2 separate regions of the Columba livia genome follow, and region 2 is linked to region 1. The links are chromatin contacts, called in public Hi-C maps. All regions are on one chromosome and are shown on one strand. Each heading gives the region's core, a stretch centred on a gene start, on an enhancer-like site or on the middle of the called end of the contact. The rest is flanking DNA. Distances are from core to core; before and after follow the strand shown. Region 1 holds the start of RBBP6 (RB binding protein 6, ubiquitin ligase). Region 2 holds the start of LCMT1 (leucine carboxyl methyltransferase 1).

Region 1 (7,071 bases), core at 2,583-5,082:
GGTTTTAATGGGTACATGGATTACCCTCAACTCTACCAAGGAAACACGAACCCCAGACCCTTTCTGAAAGCTCTACAGAACAATGCTGCACAGCAGCTCAGGAATTAATTACGCTCTGAGGTGTAACCAAAGTAACCCCCCAGACTGGCACTGAACACAACAGTGCATAGTGACGGGCAAGCTTTAAAACTTGCTTAAATGCCTTCTCTAGAAGGTTAAGTTTGCAGAGTCTTGAAGACATTCCAGTAGACAGACATCAGCCAGGAAGCCAAATGATTTCAGTCCGAGTTCTCATGAGTTTGAAGATACCACATCATGGCACTACTAACACTGACAAGCACATGTTGCAAGACTGAACTCAAACAGGTTCTAAGTTTAAGAGACAGTCTTAGAAGAGCAATATTCTTCCTCTCAGCTCAGAGCTTCTTCCAGCTCAGAGTCCCATTCTTGGTTTAATATTTTTCTTTTGTATTTTGCCTGGGAAGCAGAATAGCACATTCTCCAAGTATTTTGAGTCAGAATGTTACAGGGCAGGAAAGAGAACTCAAGAAACCTGAGTTCTGGAGTCTGCAGTTCTTCCACAATATTGTCAGAACATCTATTATAAGAGACAGGTAAGAAATTCAGATCAAATTAAAAGGAGGCAAGTTTAAATGCTTCATTCTTGAGTTAAGGCTTTTTGAAGGGAATTCTACCTTTACAGGACGTACCTCTATAGTAAGCATTGAAAAGGACACCCCCCACTTTTTAGAGCGGGTTCCAACCATCCATTTTGCCTTCCCAGCATCTTAAGAAAAGTCCATCATGTTACATTGATACTTAAAATCCTGCTTACTTTGAATTTATATTAGCATTGCTTCTATTACCAGATTTCCATTAGGAGAAGCACCAGTACTCAAAAAGCTCTGAACAAGCAGGCCACCCAAGCTTCACTTTGTTCTTTCCAAGTTCATTTTCACATTCAGTCAGGATTCCTGCACAGGCTAAGTTATAAAAAACTAAAACTTTATGGCCACGTGTAAGAATTCCAAACATCCCACTCAGGCAGAATATCCTGGTCTAGTTTTTTTCCTTTATCTTTTGAAGATGAGTTTTAGGATCTACATCTGATTAATAAAAAGTGAAATTTATGGTTATGTGCATAAACCAAAAATTTGGCATTTTATGTATTGCACTGAAACATCTTCTCTAGCTTTGCTCTGAACACTACTGGGGGATTTTCACATTTCCACATGAAAAACACCCCTATTAAAACTTCAGTAAGCACCTGTGTCACTAATACATAATTTGAAATTTTCTACTCATTTTACAAAGGTCCAAGTGCAACACAACCCACCTACCGGTAGGTAGGTCCCTGTCAAACAAGCGCGATGCTCTTTAAAGCATGAAAGACATTTCTTTACCTTCACCTTTAGGTAACACCACATTTAACATGACCTAGTGAAGCAGATACTTTTTCTTCAATGGATTCTGATTAGGTAGAAAAACAATGCAACACACTCCGTAAAGCTGGTATTGTGTGTATTACAGTAACACTTTATGGGGTAACATATTGATAATCAGAATTTTTTCTAAACACTTCACTTTTCGTTCCTCATCTGCTCCAACGGAATCTCCACGTTTGGCCTATTTGAAAACATTTTTCTTTGAGTGATACTAATTGGGCTCCACTGGTTTCTGAACCCACTCAACACTCTGGTTCTCAGCCAGTTTGACACAGACCCCGCAATCCCAGCAGGGCCATCAGCCCCAGCCACCCAGCCCGCTGCCATTTGGGAACCTGAACTTACACGAGCAACTGAAGACAAAACTCAGACGCTTCTGCAGCAAAACCCTCGCAGCAAATTAAACACTTTCCAGAAGTTTTTGATCATTTTAGTCACTACTACTAGAAAAATTCAAGACTTCTGAAATGTACCTACGAATGTTGTGCAATCTAATGGCATCCCCAAGACTCCCATCATAGTGCTGGTAAGTTTTTTTGACAAATATTCTGCAGAACATTGGTTAAATATCTGTACATAAACACCAAGCTTTCAGTCCAACCACTTTAAAGGCCAGGGCTGAACTTACAGTTACTGCAGCGTACTTACTATTGTGTTTAATACATGAAACAGGAAAAGGAAAAAACCCACTAGCACAGATTTTAAAGAAAAGGCTATTGTAAGAGCATCACAGAACTACAGGAAAAATGTTTAAAGAATGAAGACACTTTATAATTATTTTTATTTCTGGAAAGTCACATTGCAAAGTCTTTAATTGCATTCAAACCTATCAAGATGACAGATGACCAAACCAAAATATCAAGTAATATGGAACCATTATAATCTCTGAGAATCAAACACCATTTATAGATTTATAATAATTCATAACTTCTCTAAGAACATTTCTTACATAAATTCACCATAAACGTTCTGCCGTAAAACCTCAGTATTGCCTTGATATGGTTAACACAAACCACCAAGAACAAAAAAAAATGCTGGAAATTAATGATTAAATGATTCTCAACAGCATCTGAATGACAATGGCTTTTGTGTAGAAAAGAAGTTATATTAACAAGAAACTCCAAAGTATAATTTCAAAACAGAGAACGTTCATGGGTGAGATGGCTTTAAAGGGTCTGTATAAATTCGAACTCTCAGATACACTCTTGATCCGAACTGCCGCTAGCGAGCAATTTCTGCAACAGGCACAAAACCAGTTTTCCAATGAAGTGGAGTAAAAGAAGTTGAAAACAAAAAAAAAAGTCACAAAAAAACCACTTTCTTCAAATGAGCCACTGTTTTATTTCTATAACTTCCAGCCACGAGATTTCAAAGAAATCTGACAAATTTCTTGTCGTTGCGATAACCTCTCACATTTCTTCATCATTTTACATAGAATTATTCCAGGAACACCACACTTTTACAAGCACATGTCGCACATCAACCACGTATTCTCCGCGTCCAACACACCGATCCGGAAGGAGCCGACGGAACAGCAGCTATAGAAGAGCTGCTCTGGGGGGGCCCCAGCACCGATCGTGCCCCAATCGCGTCCCCGCTCCCCCCCGCTCCCCGCCGGGCCGGTCCCCGGGCTGACTCACGCTCCGCGGGGCCGGCCCCAGCGCACAGGCCGCCCGGAGCGGCCCCGGGCCCCGCGCCCGCCGCCCCACGCACCTTCTTTGGTCTGGGCGTTGGTGATCTGCAGGTCGCAGTCGGCCGCCTTCAGCTTCTCGCGGCCCATGATCTGGCGCTTGAGGTCGCACAGGGAGATGTGCAGCCCGTCGAAGGTGACCGTATCATAGTTCAGCTTGGACGAGAACTTGTAATGGACGCACGACATGGTCGGGGCCGGGCCTGCTCCGCGCCGGCGGCACCGCGGGCTCCGCGCCGGTCAGGGCCCGCGGAGGCGCGGGAAGGGCCCACCGAGGGGACGGGGTAAGCGGCGCGGGCTGAGCTCGGGTAAGCCGGCGGCGCTCAGAGGCCGCGGCCCTCCGCCATGACCAGGCCCCGCGGCCTCAGGCAGACTCGGCTGGCGGAGGCCTCAGGACTCCATCGCGGCGGCGCTGCAAGGCCCCGGCCCCCGCAACGGCTCCGGCCCTCAACGATCGAGCTGGGCCGCGGTTGCACCCTCCTGGCTCCCCCTCGCAGCCCGGGCGGACGACGGGGAGAGGCCCCCGCGGCCCCGGCTCGGCCTCCGCGCCCTCTCCCGCCCGCAGCGCTACCAGGCCCGAGCGCTCGCTATGGCGGCTGGGCCGGCCCTGCCCCTGCGCTGCGCCGAGGGGTTTCCCGGCCGCCAACCGCACGGGCCGCCGCCAGCGCCTCCCGCGCAGGCGCACCGGCAAGCCACGCCCCCCGCGTGACCCACCACATCATGACAAAAGGCTCGCGTCACGTGGGTGCGGCGGCCCCGCCCTCTGGGTCCGAGCGCCCCCTAGAGGAGAGCAGGTACCTCCGGCGTCACCTCCCGGGCCCGTCACCCCCCGGCCCGCTGCTGTCCCCGCCGTCCCCCGGCCTGGCGCAGTCCGGTGTCCCCGCTGTCCCCCCCAGGCTGTCACCTGCAGCAGCGCAGGACAGATCCTGGGAGCTTGTTGGAACTCACGATGACAAAAATGCCAGAAAAAAATGCTGTGATATATATCGTGGTGTCTGCATCTTAAGATATCCCATGAGAGCACGACTGACGGGATTCTCAGGCAGTGGTGCTGCTGGCACAGCTGAGCATCCCCCCTAATCCGCCCATGTCCAACGGGCAGGGCAGCTCTCAGGGGCCACACACGTTCTCTTCGCCAAGGGAAGGACGGTTAGTCTGGACTAGAAATGAGAAAAAATTAATTAGAACAGGGAACAGAACTTGAATGGGAACGAGGACATTAAATGCTGTGTGTAAACAGCAAAATAAACCACACGAGGACAGAAAAATCATTATAATCTTATAGTTTTAATTAAGCAGTCAATGACGGCAACTTATCTATTAATGTTTTATTATGCAGATTATTGCTTTTGGTAAAGGAGCTATTTGTTATTTCTACAAATCTATGATGCACACTTTACTTTCCAGGCACCTAAGTTTTTTACAAGATCAAGTAATTTACAGATGACATGTTTCTGTATGAATCCTCATTTTCCCTTTGCCAGTTATTTGCCCTCTAATACACTGCAAAAAAATTAATTATACAATTAATATTAGTCACTTTCTTGTGGATTTAATATTTTTATTAATGTCGTGATTAAACCCCTGAGTCTTTAAATTTATGTACTGAATGCATGTCCAACCCATTTGTTTGAACTTACAAAGTACAATCTTTCACTATCAAAATATGTATTTTCTAATCCTCTGGCTGTAGGTCTTTGCAGAGAAAACCTTTCAAACATCAGCTCATGCAACTCTGTCTCAAACAAATCAGTCCAAAGACAAGTAAAAACAGTGAAGACTAACAGGCTTCAAAAACACACTTCTTGTCTAAAAATTTAGGCTAGGAAACTTCTGATATCTGAACCCTACAGGAAACTTTTAGGGGCTTCATCCACCCAGGGAAAAAAAGGATCTGCATGAACAAGGGGACTATCAGGCACATGGAGTCTCCAAATGACACAGATTCTGGGGTGAGCAGATTGTCTTTGGTTTAGTTCTCAATAATTAGAGCATGTCAGCATCCCCAGATTCCCCGTTTTACACCAAGTGGTAGCGTATGGGAGGTTGCTGATGGCTTGACGCCTCCTGCCCATCCCCGCCCTGCCCAGGCTTAATCCCGCTCCTGAGCCCAGCCCAACCTGCTGGGCTGCTTCTCCAGCATTTCAGCCCAAACGGCCTGACCTGGTGATGCCCCTGGTCATGGCGGGGGTTGGACAAGATGACCCAAACCATCCTGTGATTCATCTTATGTAATAAAGAAGGTTTGACACAGCTGTTAAGTGATGTTTACCACACTCAACAGAAATGCTCACGTCATAGCAATTAACTTGCTGTTGCAGCACTGTACTCTCAGTAACCCACATTTATAACTTCAAAAAACAAATTTGGACCCTCCTAGGGAGGCAAGAAAACACCCTGTGGCGTTCAGAGGGACCTGGGTTATAGTCTGAAAGTCATTCAGGAGAGCATCATCCATGCTTCGTGTTCTTTGCACACCTGTTGACATCAAGACTATTTTTGCAGCTTTAAGTTAGTTCTGTAATTTTAGCTCTTTCGCTTTCAAACACATTCAACAGTAAATTGTTCTCTAAGTTCTGAAAAACAACCTAAAAAGTTACCCAAGTTTTGTTGTCACTGTTTTAGGTCATACGCACACATTAGTTAAAAAAGAGTAACTATTTGCTTTAAAATGCAGTTCCAGTGTTTTACCATCATGAATTATTAGGAGCTGTGTAGGGAACTTCATCTCATTTAGCACTTGAGCGACTTAGAAGCAGCTCATCTAGTACAGTTCTGCCGTGCTGTACTGAGCACCGTTTGCTGAGCACAGCTGTCTGTGCTGCTTTGATTCTGAAATATGGCAGTGCTTGGACCGGTGGCCAAGACAGGATCAGTCTGTGATCAGTCCTGCGTGTCTGCACAGAACCTGCTGTGCAACTGAACCATACAAAAGAAACAAACATAAAACCCCCTCAAAACTAGGACGGACAAATGATTTCTGATAGCTCCCAAGCCACGCAAGCAAGTCTCTTGGAACAGGACATGCAAATAAGCAGGTTGGCATGGGGGAAGGTTTGTATTTGCATTTCCTGCTTCATTTTGTTTCGTCAGGAGCAAAGACTCTGCTGCTGGAGCGACCAGAGAGCCTGGCTCCAGTTCTGCTGGAATATTCACATTGTTCCCCAAGTCACATTGCTGAAGCTTGGTGTCATCAGGCCAGCGCCCCAGGTAGCATGGCTGCTGTGGGCACGCACTGGTTAGAGCTAAGCTTTAATTAACGATGACAGTGTCATTAATACGCTTTAAAAAACCCCAGGCTAACCCCACACCCCAAGCTCTGCCTCTTGCCTGCTCCTGCTCTCTCAGCTGCTCCACGCTCCGTGTGTGTGCACCACAGACACGTCCAACCGTGTCTCACCACCACAGCACATCAACTTATTACCACTGATAAGTTATTACATTTTGAGCACAACGCTCAAAACTTGGAGCCTAGAGGGTGGTAAAAGAAGGCATCTAATTAGACAAGAGGAATGTCATGCAAATTATTTCTTTCCTAAGACAATAGTATCAGTCGAGAAAGAAATCCAGGCTCTTCTTTATCTTTGCCACTGTAACTAGAAGGAACTTTGCCAGAAACAGACCCAAGCTAATTAGAACATATCCTCTTGTTTTTAATAAACATCCTGTGCCATTGTTCTGATTCAAGACTGAAAAATGGTGGTTTGGGCGCTGTCTGGCGAATACATGCGAAATGTGCTGTCCTGACAGCCCAGCTGGGAACCTGTGAATCCTCCAGTTATTCTCGGAACAATACAGAATAACTATGGGATGAAGAAGCAGAATTATCTTATTTTGTGCCCTGCCAACACCCCTAATTGAATCACTGACCCTTCTGCCAGGAGAGTGAAGAAGGAGCTTGGCTATGACATTTGTACCCATGCCTGGGAACTGGAG
Region 2 (7,071 bases), core at 2,721-5,220, 200 kb after region 1:
TAGAGTAAGACTCTAGAATTAGCAACATTCGAGTTTCACATGCACATGACAAGAAGATACAACCTTAAGTCCCAAACAGTTTCGGTTTAGTTTACTCTGGCATTTGTAACAGTAGTATAACTTAATGTCTCACTGCTTTAAAACAAACACACACCAAAAACCAAACCCAAAACAGTTAAGAGATATTAGAATGTCCTCTAAGCATCAAGGAAACTATTTTCCATTTTATGTCATGCAGCAATCCTAGACACCAGACCACTGAAACATACATTCCCACAATATATTATCAGGATCTAGCAGAGTGCAGCAACAGGAAGCTATTACGACATTTCCCCTGCATCTTCAGTATATTCTTCTAAGAAAGGAATTGGGAATATTTTAGACAGAAAGTGACTACATTCCCTAATTTATACTCAAACTGAAGCCAAACTATGACCACACCAGTTTTCCTCCACTACAAAAAAGGGGAAAACCTCTTCATTTTGTGTTGTCACCATCTGACACCTTGACAGATAAGTGGTACCAAGTTTCTCCCCATGCAGCAGTCCTTTTGTGATGGATATGAACTGCCAGTTCCAGCCTGTCAACCTCATGAATTTCTGAACAGTAGATTAAATCAGTAGTGAAAACACTGAAGCACTTGATTAACGGGGCCCCATCTTCTGTATGTTAATTATACCACACCTGCTCTTTACAAGGAGGAAGAATTGGAATTACAGGCCCCACTTTAGCTTTTAAAAAAATCACTGCTATAGGAAAATTAATAAAACTATTGACATAGTTTTCATAGGAATGTAGTTAAGAAAAATCTTCACATCTGAGAAAAAAATTCATTATTTTTTCCCTTCCGCTGACTGAAATAAAATGAATTGTGACCAAGCAAAGTGCAACCGGCCTCCCTGGGCTTTCCTCCAGAAACCAAATTTACAAATGTAAATGCTAATGAGAAGATAGCTTAGAGGTGTTTTCACTCAGAACAGTACCATCACAATATCTGAAGAATGTGAATTTTGGTGAATTACACACGTGCAAACAGACATGCATATTTAAACATCTAAACTCACATTTTTATAAGTAATTCAGAAACATGTCAATATAATCCTGTACTTTGACACCTTATTTCTGTTCTAATATGGGATAAAAAAGTGAAACCTAATGGCTCAGAGGTAACAGCACAACGGGGAGTTCAGCTCCGCTGCTGACAGCCCACTAGAGGTCAGCGCCGTGTCACACGCATTTTGGTGAAACTCTGAAAACTGCAGCCCCTCCTGCGCCCTGAGCTCTAAGGGTACCTAAACTAACCCCTCCCCAGCCGAGCCTGGGGCAGAGCAGGGCACGCAGCCCCGCACACCCGCTGGCCCACAGCAGAGCTCACAGAAACTGCTCCAAACAGCCCCAGCTGGGTCAGTTACTCTCAGCTCTTGTTACCTTTAATCTCCAGAACAGGGTATCCATGCCAGCACCGAGATTAACTATTTGACAGTTGCATTCTGTCTTCTTTAGAAAAGCTTTGAGTAGATAACTGACTCCATGAACACGAGCGTAATAGCCTGTTAACAACAACAAAAAGGTTATTTTTATTATTACTTTCATATAATACTTGGTGTTTAACACATACTAAGATTTCTAGGTAACTTTATACACTTGCTATTTAAATAAAATGTACTTCCTCGGAAGAATAATTTTCTCTTTTTAAGATACCTAAGTGATTTGGGGGTTTTTTATTACTAACAAAATCTGATGCACTGATAAAACAGGATTGCTTGGGTAAATACAAGTTTTAGTCAAGTTTCACCTCAAACCGTGCAGAATGCTAGTTGTGTGCTAGCTAGGGTACACATTTTTGCAGAGACCAGAGCCGACACAAGCTGCTGTCCTGGGTCAAATCAACATTTTTGATTGCTTTGAAGAGATTACTGCACACTGAGACACACAGAGACATCCCGTCCAGAACACAGAAAACAAAGGATAAGAGTTCTGGTTTAAAGAATAATATTTTTAAAAAATCAGGTGCCATATGGAACTATTACTGTGAAGAAAACTTGTCTTGTTCTTTCATGCATTTCCTACACTCCATAAATACCCCATATACATGGAGGGTTCGTCAGGTGCTCCTCAAGACCAGTGGAGAACACGTTTGCACTGTCTTTGTTCACATTCACACACCAACTTGCCTCTGTTGATTTCAGGTGCTTTTCTCTCTTTGGCTTGTCTCACAAAATACTGGATATAAGGGTCCTTCCAGTAACCAACACTCACAGCAAACCTGTCCAGTAGAGAGGAAAAAGAAAATGTAAGAGAAATATGAGACAAAGCCACCAAGACTGACTCTAAAGGATACACAGGCTGAAAAAGTCACTCTCTGACCCAGGTGTGCACATGCAGACAAGGTTTAAAAACCCTGTTGAATTGGTGCATTTATTTCAATTAAGAAGTTACAGAAAACCTAGTAACAAATGTTGGTTCTTGCCATATTAAACAATCATCTTTTTAATGGTCTGCATGCTGTTCAATGAACTGTGAGTGAAGGCCCTACTACCTCCAATACATCCTCCCTGGGGACCCAGCTAAGAGAGGAACTGCCTGAAGTTCCTCAGACTGCACACAAAGCACGTGTTACTTCTACAGATCATTATGCTACAAGCTGTTTGCACTTACTCCAGATCTTCTACATGTCTCTTTAACACAACAACAGTGCTATGCTATTCTAGTAGAACTTATTAGTTTTACAATGGATTTGAAAAGGTAAACTCTCAAAAACAAACTCAGCCACCCAACAATTTGCTGCTACACCACCAGCAAAGCTCAAAACAAACCAGCGGCAGCCACAGATGTTAAACTCATGCCCCGGCATAACAGAGAACCAAAACTCCTGGCCCTCCCAGCACCCACCCTCCAGGAGAGGTGAAGTAAAGAATTCTGAAAAATATCAATTTTTTTCCCCCTGGATATTAAACATCACTGAAATTTCTGACCACCACTGTTAGCCAGTGTAATTCCAGCTATCACTGTGTGCTGCTTAACAAACAAACTCCCTACTGAAAATTGGGTGGGTGCTTATTAACAGGAGTGGGGCAGTTCAGGGCAAAGCCGATGGGCAGAGGTGCCCGTGCGGGTGAGCAGCCCAGATCCCACAACCCATCTTGGGGACACTGTGCCCCTGCTGGTCCGTTTGTCCTCCCGCCCCAGCCCCACTCCCTCCGGGCACACGGCTCCAGCTGGGCCTCCCCGGCCCCAGTTACGCTCTCAGCCTCGGTACAGCCAAAAGACACCGGTGGGCACCTGGGAAAAGGGACTCCCTCCCCTTCCCTCCCCTCTTCTCTCCTCCAGCCCAGCTTCCCGGCGCCCGGTCCGTGTTCCACCGCGGCCCGGTGCGGGAGGACACCGGAGGGGCCCGGCCCACCGCATCCCGCCGCTGCCCCCAGACACCACTACCGTTTGCAGACAGACGCGTCCTCGCACGTGCCCCGGACCGCCTCATCCGCCTCGTCGAGTCCAGCGGCAGAGAGGGGGTCGCGGGCAGCGGCCGCCATGGAGGGCTCGGGGCTCAACCGCCCGCCACTGCCGCCACCGCCCCTAGAGCCTGCCCCCCGCCACCCCTTATTGGGAGGCCTCCGCAGCGCGGCCCGCCGGAACCCGACGATTGGCTCACAGCCTCATCCATTCCCACAACACCCAATGAAAGAAGGCAGGCTCAACCGCCCCGCCCAGGAAGCGGCGGTGGTGCCGCACGGGAGGCCGGGAGCAGTAGTCTTGGGAAACGCCCAGCGGTAACGCCGGGGGGGGGTGAGGAGGGGGTTGGACCCCGGAGCTGTCGGCTCCGGGATGGGTGGTCCCCGCTAACCGAGCCCGGCCCAGCTGCCGCTCCTGAAGCAGCAGCGCCCCTCGCTCCTGAGAAAGCGGCAGGCAGAGGAGCCGCCCCCGAGCTGCGAAGAGCCGACATCCGGGTTCCCGGCCGTCCCGCCCCTCCCGGAGCCCTGGCTGTTCTTCTGGTGGTGAGGGCGGGGCCGGAAGCGGTGGTGGGTTCCGGTGTGGGCGGGGCCGGCGGCAGCTGCAGGGAGGAGGTGGAGGCAGGGGCCGCGCTCTGGTGGCGGCGGCGGAGCAGTGGGTGCCCGGCGGGAGGCCGGGGGAACGGCCGCCGCCATGAAGAAGCAGTTCAACCGCATGAAACAGTTGGCCAACCAGACCGTCGGCAGGTGAGCGATGGGGCCAGGGAGCCGGCGTGGGCGGCGGCTCCGTTTCTCCGTGCGAAGCGGCTGCCGGGGAGCGGGTGGAGGCTCAGCCGCAGTCCCGGCGGGGCAGGGGGCCCGGCCCGGTGGGGATTCCCGCGCTGCTCCCGAGCGGGGCCTTTTGGGGAAGAAAAGCTTGTGTCAGTTCGGGAAGCGCCTGGCGGGACGGGGCCCTTTACTGCTGGCAAATTAAAAAAAATAAAAAAGGGCAATAAGGAGTTTGTGGTCATCGGTTTTGCCGCCGGGAGCGGCCCGGGGCGGCCGGGCGGGTGTGTCGGTCCGTCGGTCTCCGGAGGTACCGGGGTCTCCGGTCTGTCCGTCCGTGTGCTCAGTTCCAGCTCCCGCAGCCCATGAACCGGAGCCCGTGCGGGTGCCCGGGGGGTCCGCAGGGGCTCCCCATGGCCCTCAGTGCTATTTGCATCGGGCGCTTCCTGCCTGGGGTTTTGTGACTTTCAGTTCCTTTGTTACTACGTTAATACTGAATTATTTCGTCCTTTTCTCACTCTTCTTCACGTTTAAGGCTTCAGAGAGTGCATCCTCTGTGACTTAACTTTAACAAAAATAACAGCAGCCTCACAGGTGTCACTGCCAGCGGCTCCCAGGGCTCTGATGTCTGGAAAGTCTTTAGCCTGATCCTGTGGAAACAAATCCGTGCACAGACACAGAAGCGTCTGTCCGCCTGTCTGTCCACCCACCGCCCTTTGGGGAGCTGGAAACGCAAATGTAACTTCACTGCGTTTCTAGGGCAGTTCTGCATTTTTTCCCCCAGAAACTGCTCTCTGCTTTTGGTGAAGACTTAGTCAGAAACTAAGAAAGTGCTTTCAGTACTTTTACTGAAAGTATAAACTTTCATGTTATCTGAGTTTATACTTTCATGGCCTCCACTTCAATAAGTCATTTAATACAATGTTTATTTTCTTTGGGGCCTACACACATATAAAACAGGTCAAGTGTGTCAGCTAAGAATGGCTAAGTAGCAGATTTTTTTAATAGTGTATTTGTTTTGCTATAGGAGAGAGCATAACTTCCAAACCAGTCTGGTGTCCTCATTTTATATAAATTAATGGATTTTTTTAATATGCATATTCTTGAAGTGATTATTGCTGTTCCATTTTGCACGTGTTAGGCCTGCAGCTCCAAATCCCAAGTGGAATTTCAAGTAATCTGCTCTGTACTGAGTGGGATAAACATCTCAAGGTGCTTTCTACATCAAGGGGAAACTGAGAATGAAATATGGAGCAGTGTTTATGGTTGTGTGCGGGCTGGGAGGCTCGCAGTGACCTTTGCCTGCCTGCAGCTGAAGCTCTTGGTGCTCACGGGCGGCTCTCAGGGTGTGGTTGTCTGCGCTCCATTATTATTCAGGTTTCTTTGCCAGGTAATCTGCTGGTGCCTTGGCATCTGCGTCCCCAGTGTTGAGATTTTTTTTAGTTTCATTAAAATACGGACAAGTACCTGCAATTGTTTTCCATTAAAAACTACTTAATGACACTGACTCATTTTTATAAGCTTAATATTAATTAAACTCTGTTTCTCTCCTGTTTTAGTCAGCGTTAAATACAAGCATGTCCTTAGTGGTTCTGTCTCTGCTTGTAGTGTGTTTTTTAATAATAAAGTATCTTAAGTTAGTTGTATGGATTCTTTTATTCTTTTATTTCAATTGAATAGAGGAGAGTAATCTCTGAAAAGTGAGGGTAATCGTAGAGTTTTGACCAGTGCTTGTTGCCTTTTTCACATAGAAATTATGTTCTCATGTTTGTAAGTCCTTTGAATGAAGCAAATTGACAGTTCTAGGGGTTGGTTTATGTAGTTTTGGTACAACAATGTGGTACTTACTTTTTTGTTGCTGATCTTGATATTTGTGTCTTTCCAAGAAAGAAAATATTTATAGAAAAATATTTATTTGATTGTAATCATTTTGATCACTGTAAATCTGCGTTAATTCTGCTGAAACTCAGGAAACTTGGTTTATGGCTGCGGTTTGGGCATGGGAGGCGACGAAACGAAGCTGGGAGGTTTGTGTTGGCTTTCGCAGTGTGCGATCACTGGGATGTGTGTGACGTGGGGTCAGAGCAGTAACTCCTCAGCAGGAAAAATCAGCTGGTCAAGAGCTTCATTAAAGCAGAGGAATGGCACTTCTGGGCAGCCTGTGTGTCTGCATGGACAATGTTACATAGAATTATGAAACTAATGTAGGAAACTAATTAAAGAGGGGATTAGCTGAGTGGAACAGGATTCCACAGTAATTAATAGATGGGTTAAATATTTTGCAGTAGTTATCTTGTGGATGTTGTTGGATGCCTGAAGACAGGTATTCAATATGCCACCGAGTACTTGATGTGTTTGACAGATTGGTGGTAGGTGCTGCAAGTGTGCAGGTGTTTCTGCGGAGGGGGAGAACTCGAGCTCCGGTTAACTAGTAAAGTAAAATATCAATTATTTGTCTATGTGAGCCTGGAGGAACGGGGGAAATGAAACAATATCTTTTGCCTTTATTGGAAAGTGGCAGCGCGAGCCTGGGTTGCTGTGGTTTGGTGTCAGCTGGTGTTGGCTGCTGCACAGACTGTCCCAGCCTGGGCCACCCCTAGCCGGGAGGTGGCACTGAGACTGTCCAGGGGTGGCCTCAGTTGAGTCCCGAGCTGTGGATCTCGGTGTGAGCACGGGAATCTTGCATCTACTCAGTGACGATTGTTACATACACATGAGCTGAATTAACACATCAGAATAAACTGGCATCTTGACCATGATGGATATGCAGCTAATCACACACAATAACCAGCTCAAGTCTGATTTTATTTTTGAGTTACATCCAAATTTCAGCATAAACAACTGGAAACAGCTTGAA

The links. A called contact is a pair of places that touch in the nucleus more often than the background predicts.
Region 2: a Hi-C map of liver shows a contact between it and region 1, with 3 times the contacts expected there. The contact joins the promoter of LCMT1 here to the promoter of RBBP6 in region 1. A contact is called at or near these places in 2 of 2 Hi-C or Micro-C datasets (crop and liver).

The regions. Positions count from the first base shown.
Region 1 is chr15:10,896,646-10,903,716 of bColLiv1.pat.W.v2, forward strand. RBBP6 (RB binding protein 6, ubiquitin ligase) reads right to left here and starts at 3,833. Exons shown (of 16, transcript XM_065031158.1): 1 at 3,159-3,833. The coding sequence starts at 3,324.
Region 2 is chr15:11,097,404-11,104,474 of bColLiv1.pat.W.v2, forward strand. LCMT1 (leucine carboxyl methyltransferase 1) reads right to left here and starts at 3,971. Exons shown (of 11, transcript XM_065031217.1): 1 at 3,436-3,971; 2 at 2,175-2,266; 3 at 1,429-1,550. The coding sequence starts at 3,533. ARHGAP17 (Rho GTPase activating protein 17) reads left to right here and starts at 4,005. Exons shown (of 20, transcript XM_065031192.1): 1 at 4,005-4,196. The coding sequence starts at 4,144.